Linked DNA regions of Mus musculus: all the other regions are linked to region 2. Evidence: chromatin contacts called from public Hi-C and promoter capture Hi-C data. All regions are on one chromosome and are shown on one strand. The core of a region is the stretch at or near the end of the contact, and the rest is flanking DNA. Distances in the headings are between cores, read along the strand shown.

Region 1 (3,064 bases), core at 114-2,613, 3.4 Mb after region 2:
GGCGTTTGCCAAATAAGTAAACCAAAGACAAGGGTTTTGTTTTTGTTTTTGTTTTTTGTTAAGTTACAAATAGAGAAAAGAATGCTTCAGGGATCCCTGTATACCCTCAGGAGGTTAAAGATCCAATTCCTTAAGAAAAAGAAGGAAGATGAAAGGACTTTCAAAGACCACAAGAGGCATCAACTCAATGACCATGGCAAACTGTGTATGGTCAATATTAGCTTTAAAAACCTGCAAAAAGAACAAAGGGTGTTAGTGGGAACTCAGGATCAGATCGACTTATCTCTAATCTATCGCCAATCTACCTATCATCACTTCTAACTATCAGCCGTCCGTGTGGTTCTCACACTGGAGAGGAATCTCGCTGAGGGTCAGAAAGCTGGCAGGTCGGCAGCAATGTCTGCTTACAACAGGGTCCTAATCCTTCGCGGTTAGACGCTCCTCCTGTTTCTCAAGCTCCTCCTCCCACCAAAAAAAAAAAAAAAAAAAAAAAAAGGCATCCCCAGGATTTTAAACCTCTGTGAGCCTGACCATTACAAGACACTACACAAACCACTTTTACTCTTTGCTGTGGGATAGGCTCTTTTCCAGAATGTTCTATTTTCCCTCCTAAAATACAGAAATCATTCATTATAAAGAGAACTGATAAATAGTACTAACATTCAAAAGACAACAGCCAGTACCAAGGCTGATCGATGAAGAGAAAGTGCTGTCCTAGTTAGGAAAAGCAACAGGAATAATAACAGCTATCTTTACACTGTGCAGATTACCCCGTGCCTGGTACTATTTTAAGCACCTTTGCACAAATGAAGCCATTTATTCCTCACAACAATCCAGTAAGTTAGGCGACATCATTATCCCCTAAAATAGCAAAACACAGAAAGGTTAAGGGACTGGGGGGAGAAGTCACAAAGGAGCTGAGGCCAGATTCGACCAAGCAACCCGATTCCAAAGTTCTGGCTCTCTTCCAGTACCCCAGAATAAAGACCTTGGAACTGACCTTGTCTCCAGGAAAAGCAAAACTGTGACGTCTCCCATTTTCAAAGCTTAAGTACAAGACCCGAGAATCCCATCGCCAAACGCCCTGAGACTGACCAGACACCCGGAACCGGCCTGAGGCGAGGCGCCCGAGGCCCTGTCGGGCGCTCGGCCCAAGTGGCCACCGAGTTTATCTTCTCGGCGCCACTAGGCCGCGGAGGAAGATGTTTTGTCCCACCCCCAACCCCCACAAGCAGCCGACCCCTGCGGGAGGACGGTAACAGGACGGGACCCAAACCCACCCGCGAACGCAGCACCTCGTAGCACCCCGCAGTCACAAAAGTGTCGAAAGTCCGACCCCGGGGGGCGGGGCACAGAGCACTTCCGGCTTCTCTAGGCACCAGCGACACTCTATGATCCCCCCCTTCTCCCTCCTCTTAGTGGTTGCTTCGTAAAAAGACTTTTAAAAAGAAATTCTTTTAGCTGAAGTAGCAATGCAACATTTTCTCTCCTCCCTTTACTTCCTCCAGTTTTTTCCGTCCTCTTGGTTGCCTCGTAAAAAGACTTTTAAAAAGAAAAAAATTTTAACTGAAGTAGAATTACATCACTTTCCTTCCTCCCCCTAGTCTTTTCTCCTACCCTCTCACTCTCAAGCTGATAGCCTCTTTTCTTTGTTATTGCTACATTCATGTGTGTTTGTGTATATGTATATATGTTGTATATATGTATGTGCATGAACAAGTATATATCTATATCTATACAGATATAGAGATATCTGTATCTATATATGTACATATTCCACTGGCTAAGTTTTTGTTTTTATATGTTATTTGTGTGCATATGATTTCAAGGTTTCAAGACTGCATTGGACAGCTAATAAGAGGGCTCATCTTAGGGAGAGACTAATTCTCCATTTCCCAGCAGTCAATAGTTGCCAGTAGTTCTTTGGTTTGGGGTGGCACCCTGTGAAATTTTACCCCCTTCCATTGATATTGATATTGTCTATTGATACTGCAATTGTTTCAGTCTTGTGTATGCAGCCATTTCTTGGAGGCTGTTTCACAGCTGACATCCTAGATTTCTTACAATTTTTTTTTTGCCTCCTCTTCCTCCATGTCCTCTGAGCCATAGATGCAGGAGACATGATGTGGATGTATCTGTTGGGGTTGGGACCACCATGATCTGTCAGTCTTTGTTCTGTATCCAATTGGGTTTTTAGTGATGGTCTCTATTCTTTATAAAGAAAAGCATCTTGGATCACAGGTGGTAGCTACATTATCCAGGAAAGATGACTCTAGCACCAAGAGACTTTCAAAATTTGTTTTTTCCAAGGACAACTAAGGGAAGATAGCAAAAGAATGAGCTCCTATATAGCCTTCCTGAAATCTCTGTGATGTCAAGAAAAAGGAAAATTATATGTTCTCTATCGTCATAAAGAAGCCCTAGGGAAATGCATAAGAAAATGTTTGTTTAGAAACTGCATGAAAAGGGAAAATAAAAGTGAGAGGAAATTAAACTATTAATTATAAATATATAACAGTATTTTTGTTTTTGTTTTTGTTTTTGTTTTCCGAGACAGGGTTTCTCTGTGTAGCTCTGGATGTCCTGGAACTCACTCTGTACACCAGGCTGGCCTCAAACTCAGAAATCTGCCTGCCTCTGCTTCCAGAGTGCTGGGATTAAAGTCATGCGCCACCACGCCCGGCAACATATAACAGTTTTCAGGACCATTCTGAATGCCCTTTATAGAAAAAGCCAAGATAATTTAATCTTCAACTTATAATTAGCAAATTTAGCAAAGCTACTAAAATTTCAAAATTGATATTGATAGTTACATTTTTATAACAAACACAAATAAGAAAACATCACCTTAAAAGATAATCATTACAGTAGCAAGAAAATATAAAAGAGACCTCAACAGAAACAGAAAGGCTTTATTTATTAAGGATAGATAGTTGAAAGCCAGAGAAATTGGCTCATTCCTATGATCCCAGCATGTGGGAAGCTGAGGAGGAAGAGCCACTTCAAGTTACAGCTCCAAGTTCCAGGCCAGCTTGGAGTTCTGGATTACAGGGTGAGAGCCATC
Region 2 (2,956 bases), core at 100-2,599:
TCTCCTAATCGATGACAGGCAGATGCCTCGATGCCACACGGGGAAGTCACTTTGGAAATCTAGGGTTACTGTGCAAACATTAAATATCAGTTGTTATGTTTTTTTTAAAAACTGTGTTAGCAAGGTCTTCACAGAAATGGGAAACTACATGTCTGGTCTCTTGGTAACGGACTAGAATAGGATAGATAAGGAGGCTGGCAAGGCCTGGGAAGAGGGAACTATTTTAGGAACAGTGAAGAGGAAGTCTGATTTTAGAAATCTAATCTAAACTGTGGCATAGAGATTTGTCTTATTATTATTATTAGTTTAGCCCTGGATTCCTATGGTATTTTTGTAATGATATGATGGTTGCTGGGCTCAACAAATATGAACTTACTGGAACATTAAATTAGGGTTGACATAACTGCAGCTTTAAGAGGGTAATTTAATGGCTAGTATATTGGGTGGATGCAGTTCTTATCTTTTAAACAGTTAAGTAACATATATTTACTTATTTTTCTTGAGGGAGGCATTTATTTACTTCCTTGAGCGTGAAGGTCAGAAAATAACTTCCAGAAACCCATTCTGTCCTTCCACAAAGTACGTTCCAGGGATCGAACGCAGGTCTTTATACTCTGGAATCCACCCCCATGTGGAGACAGATCTTAGCAAGTAGTTCTCACCCAGAAAAAGCGCCGATTCTACCCAAATAGTACTAAGCAAGTTTCAATGAATGGCAAGACAGGTCCGGATTGAATAACGCATTTAAAGTAAAGCTGGAACAGTATTCCCTTCTCTACCTCCCCCTTACCTTCCCTTGACAACATTCTCAGTTCACCCTTCTCCAAGCCTTGATAACATCACGCCTAACTTTGGACTCTCTGTGACTGCGTTCTCTGCGGGCCATCAGCCTAGTGGGTGTGCATTTCTCCTCCTCTGCTCCCCCGACCCCAAACTGCACACTCTTGAGGGACTGAATAAAGTTCACGTTGTAGAGTAGGGTCAATGTCCCTGCTCCAAACCCGGTGGGGCTCCGAAAGAGCACCAAGAAACAACCAGGATTCTTAAGACCCGGCAACACTGGAGCGCGCTGGCTCGGAGACCCGCGCTCCTCCGCCCAGGCTTCTGCGTGCGTGCCCCTGCCAGGGAGCCCCCGGGTCCCGCCTGGGAGTCCCTTTCTCCCGCGTCCCGTCCATTTACTTGGACTCGTTTCCGCATGTGACCCTGCCATTCCCGCTGCGCTAACAGAGACTCGTCCGCTTCCTCGTCAAACACGTCCTGGTCTCCAGGGCTCGCGTTCTCCGGAGCCGCTCGAAACCAAGACATCGCCCGGAACACCACGAGTCCCGGAGCCGCCGGAAACCCGGGCAAGTGCTTCCGGTTCGGGGGGCGGGACGAAAGGACAAGGCGTGGGACGGAGGGGCGTGTGCGGCTCCCCTTGCGGCTTGGAGGCTAAGGGTTGGGTCTCTTCCTACGCCTCTGGGATGGGCAGCGTGGGGCTAGCTGGGTGCTGCAAGCTAAGTCCCACCATTCAAGGGCTGAGATTCAGTTTCTGCAAGTGCTGAAGGCATTGGACGCCCACGTGCAGCCAAGAACTTTAGAATGTGAAAGCTGATTCTAGGATCGGTTTGAGATTAAGTAATGGGAACACTTTTGTAAAACCAGCGTCCATTGGCAATTTCCCTCTTAGCCTTTGACTAGGAGAGTTAAGGAATGTGGCTCAAGCATTTAGCAACTTCTGGCTGGGAGTTCATGTTGAAGAACTGCACATCAGTAGCGTTCTTGTTTTGTCATGTGATAACTGAATTTTTCTGACAATTTGTTTTGAATACCTATTTCGCATCACTCATCATTTTGGGACAGCGCACTATAGGAATAAAAGTTCTCAGTCCCAATGGACTTCCTATTAGTGTAGAAACGGCCAGTTAGCCAACAATACTTATAAGTAACTCATAGTTTGAAGACTGTAAGTGATATGAAAAAAGTAATCATTGTGAGGGAAGAGGAAACAGGTTACTGTTTTAGTTTATTTTACATTTTTGTCCTGAAGGCAAAAGTTTTGCCAATAAGGAATATATGCTCTGTCAATAAGTTATCCCCTACACAAAGTTATTACTTTTTATCTTCAGAGAGAATTTTGTATCCTATAAATGTATGTATAAAACCAAATATAAAATGTGATAAGGTGTATGTATATAGAGATCTTAATTAGAAGCAAAATGGCAGTATAGGAAGCCATAGAAATAGTGATTGAAATGAGTAAGATAGAAAACTTCTGTGAGTTGGCTCAGTGGGTAAAGTCCCAGGAACGGTGTCAATCACCAGGACCCACGTGATGGAAGGAGAGATTAAACTCCTACAAATTGTCCTCTGACCTACACACACACACACACACACACACACACACCATATGAAAACAAATGCAATAAAAAAAATCCAACTCAACCCTTGCATGATAAACCCTAAAGGACAGGGTCTGAAGAGATGGCTCAGCAATTACAAACACTTGCTGCTCTTCTGGGGGATGTTAACTTGGTTCTGGGCATCTACATACAATTGGGTGATGGCTCACAACCACCTGTGACACCAGCTCCAGGGAGTCTCAAGCCCTCTTCTGGCCTCCAAAAGTGCTTGTGCACACATGGCATACATGCATACAAATACATACACATATAAGTAAAAATAAATATTAGAAAACAGATAATCTTGTCCTGCCTCTTATTAAAAAGAGCGAAAAAAATGTAGGAGGGTGTGAATAATTTTGAACTTCTGATTATTCTGTGTCTAACTCCTGAGTGCTAGGATTACAGATGTACATCAGCATGCCCAGTTTGTGTGGTGTTGGGGATTGGATACAGGATTCCAGCATTCATTGCACCAACTGAGAGACATCTCCACACCTTTCAATGAATATATACCCTTTAAAAGTTGAACTATCTGAGCTATAGCTTAGTCAGTAAAATAATTACATTGCAAG
Region 3 (3,015 bases), core at 321-2,820, 3.4 Mb after region 2:
ATGTACTAATGTGAAAGATGTATAAAATATTTTAAGTGAAGAACAGCAATGCTAAAATGCTGTCATTTGTGGTTTTCTAAATTAATCCAGGAATACAGTAGCTCTTCTATAGCATCTAGAAATGTTTACTATCCAGGAATAACCCCTGAGTTAGCTTGCAGATCTCAATTCATTGTGGTGGTTACATAATAGTGTGGGTGTTCTTAGAGCCATGTTGCTTTAAAAACAAACAAAACAAAACAAAATAAAACTCCTTTGGATGGGATAAGCTGTAAGTTAAATGGATGACCACCGAACAGTTATTCAATTAACTAGGTCTATATAATAATGTCTCCATCAAAATTCAAAAGGCAGGATGTGGAGCTTCCAAACAGTTGGAGACTGATGCCTCCACAGAGGGCATAGAAGTACCACACCCCTTATTCGTAAACACAGGGATATCTATCCCTGCTTCACCTGAATCCTTTGCAATACGCTTTGTAACACGTCAGTAAGCATGTTTCCTGAGTTCTGTGGGATCTGAGCTCTGGGAGCAGTTAGTAAAAACCCTGATTTCCAGCCAGTGGGTCAGAAGCATAGGTAAAATAAAGTGGAACTTAGAACTGATGTTGAAAGTGGGAACCAGTCTTGTGTCTTGTATACACAGCATATAGGAACCATCCATCTGCACCGAATTAGAGAGCTGCAAACGGTGTTCAGAGAGGAAACTTTGCTTGCTTGCTGGTGAGGACAAACTTCTAGCGTCCTTTGAGGTCAGACTGCCATTACACACACACACACACACGCACACGCACACGCACACGCACGTACAAAACCATGGCAACCATCAGAAACTTCTCCTTGGGCTAACTTCAAACTCCCAGAATCCAATCTTACCTGCGTCTCCCGTTTAGTTTACCACCAAGTATATTAAGCACCTAATTATTTTCCATGAGTAAAGTTAATCCTAGAATAAAAGAAGTTAGTTCCTACCTACTAAAAAAACCATGGACTTCCCAGTTCCTCGAATTCAGGGTGACAGTTTTTTTTCCTGCTCTGTATTGGTCTATCCTTCCAATGTAAATTCCTACTGACACAAGACCTGCTCTGTACCTGCATAATCTATCGTGGCTACCCTCGAACCTAAAATAGGAATGGGAAAACTGAGCCACACAGGTGGCAACCGGGTGTGCACCTCTGGGTGCACGTACTCCGTTCTCCAGCTTCTATTGCAGATCACTGCACAGCCACCCCTGCTCCTGGCAGACCTCTACATAAACTAGAATCGCAGCACGTACCTGATACCCAACAAAGACCGGACGAACGTAATAGATGTACCTGTAGTGCCTTCGCCAGGGCTCTAACCTGCCCAGATCTACGCTAAAATTATATACGCCAGCGCCCAGCAGCTAAGGGTGTCTATTTGCTGCTTAAAAGTTTAGGGAACGTGTGCTACGAGGACGTGAGGATGTGCCGAAGCTCATGAAAAAAGCCTGCGACCAGAGCCAAGAGGCCAGAGCGCCACAGCCTGGCGGTTCTTGCTGTTAGTCTCCGAGCCCGCGACGATGAAGGTCGGCGGGAAGGAGTCCAAAGGGATGAAGGACAGGGGGCACTTCCTGCAGACGGAGCTGGGCACCGAGGGGGCACTTCCTGTAGTTGGAGCTGGAGACTCACTGGCAACTTCCGGCAAGCGTTGTGCTCCTTAGAAGCCTGGTGACAATCTCTGGTGCACCGGTGGAGCCAGGTCGTGGTTTTCCTGACCCGCACCTCTCCTGGTAGTTTCGAAGAAACCAAACACGCGCTCATTTCCGTAAATCATTTCAACAACAACAACAACAAAAAAAAAAAAAAAAAAAACCAAAAAACCCTGTAGGATGTACCTGAGGGAGCGCTCTTGCTTGACATACTTACTGGGTTCGGTCCCCAGCACCACAAAAGAAAAATTTTCCTAGACTGTCTTCCATAAAGACAAAGCTGAGTTGGCCTTTACAGGGTCTTGTGCGGACAGTCAGTTGGGTAAATACCCAACAAAGCCCTAAGGTGAGTATACAGATTTTATATGCGTGCAAAATCCCAGGTAGCTTGAATTCAAAAGTTAACCATATTTACTTCCTGTGTATTCGACTGGGAGATCATATGACAACTTGGAGCTCTCTTGCTTTGTGGGTCTCAAGGATTGAACTCAGGTGTGTTGGCAAGCACTTACTGGCGGATCTACCACCACAACCTTCCTAGAGATGTCTTATAAATTCTCAGGACATTTGGGAACGTTTTGTTCATCGAGAATAATAGCTTTTGAAGCACTTACGGAAATCAAAATGTAAGTTTGCACTTTATTATTTGGCTAAGACAGCAATCCTTTTTCTATAGCAGCTGAAAAATATTGTTGTTTTGAGTGTTTATGAACATCCACATGTGCATGTGGGTATGGAGGCCAGAGGTCGATTCCTGAGGCTTTTCTCTATAACTCTTCAACTTTATTTTTTAGACAAGGTCTCTTACTGAATCTTGGGGCTCACTGATGCAGCTACATTGGCTGCCAGCAAGCTCTGGGGATCCCCCACCCCCAGGGGGATTATAGCTCTATACTACCATCCCTACCACTGTCATAGGCATTTTACCAACCGAGCCTCTCCCAGACCCATAAGCATAAACATCCCAACAATATTCCGTTGTATAGGGTACAATAATTTACTTAACTATCCTCAATAATGCAGGTTTAGTTATATTCTTTATTAAGTAATGCTGTAGGAAACACCATTTAAAAATCTTTACTTTCTTTTTATAGCTTTAATTTTATTCAAAAATTACTTTGAAACTTTATTAACACTTTACAGACTGTTTACAATACTGTCAATATCATTATTTCCATAGAAAAGTATTCTCTTTACACTATCAATAATTATGTTTTTATGTTGCTTTAAATATATTTGTTGAGTAAATATTACACACACAAACTGACGAAGAATAATGTGCATTTAAAATTTTGATAGTTCTCTAATTTTTAAGGGCCATGCTGTTTGGAAGTAAAAGGAG

What was found. Promoter capture Hi-C pulls out the DNA fragments that hold promoters and counts their contacts. A called contact is a pair of places that touch in the nucleus more often than the background predicts.
Region 1: a Hi-C map of muscle stem cells shows a contact between it and region 2, with 8 times the contacts expected there. The contact joins the promoter of Zkscan3 here to the promoter of Yae1d1 in region 2. A contact is called at or near these places in 2 of 484 Hi-C or Micro-C datasets (CD4 T cells and muscle stem cells).
Region 3: a contact with region 2 is called in a promoter capture Hi-C map of pre-B cells, with 4 times the contacts expected there. The contact joins the promoter of Pgbd1 here to the promoter of Yae1d1 in region 2. A contact is called at or near these places in 2 of 39 promoter capture datasets (cranial neural crest and pre-B cells).

The regions. Positions count from the first base shown.
Region 1 is chr13:21,401,392-21,404,455 of GRCm38.p6, forward strand. It overlaps Zkscan3 (zinc finger with KRAB and SCAN domains 3), which reads right to left and starts at 1,364. Exons shown (of 6, transcript NM_001145778.2): 1 at 1,281-1,364.
Region 2 is chr13:17,992,002-17,994,957 of GRCm38.p6, forward strand. Yae1d1 (Yae1 domain containing 1) reads right to left here and starts at 1,350. Exons shown (of 3, transcript NM_025904.3): 1 at 1,180-1,350. The coding sequence starts at 1,305.
Region 3 is chr13:21,439,483-21,442,497 of GRCm38.p6, forward strand. Pgbd1 (piggyBac transposable element derived 1) reads right to left here and starts at 1,571. Exons shown (of 5, transcript NM_001162920.1): 1 at 1,278-1,571. It overlaps Zscan26 (zinc finger and SCAN domain containing 26), which reads right to left. Exons shown (of 6, transcript NM_001347491.1): 6 at 2,698-3,015. It overlaps 4930470G03Rik (RIKEN cDNA 4930470G03 gene), which reads left to right and starts at 989. Exons shown (of 4, transcript NR_151504.1): 1 at 989-2,019; 2 at 2,154-2,299.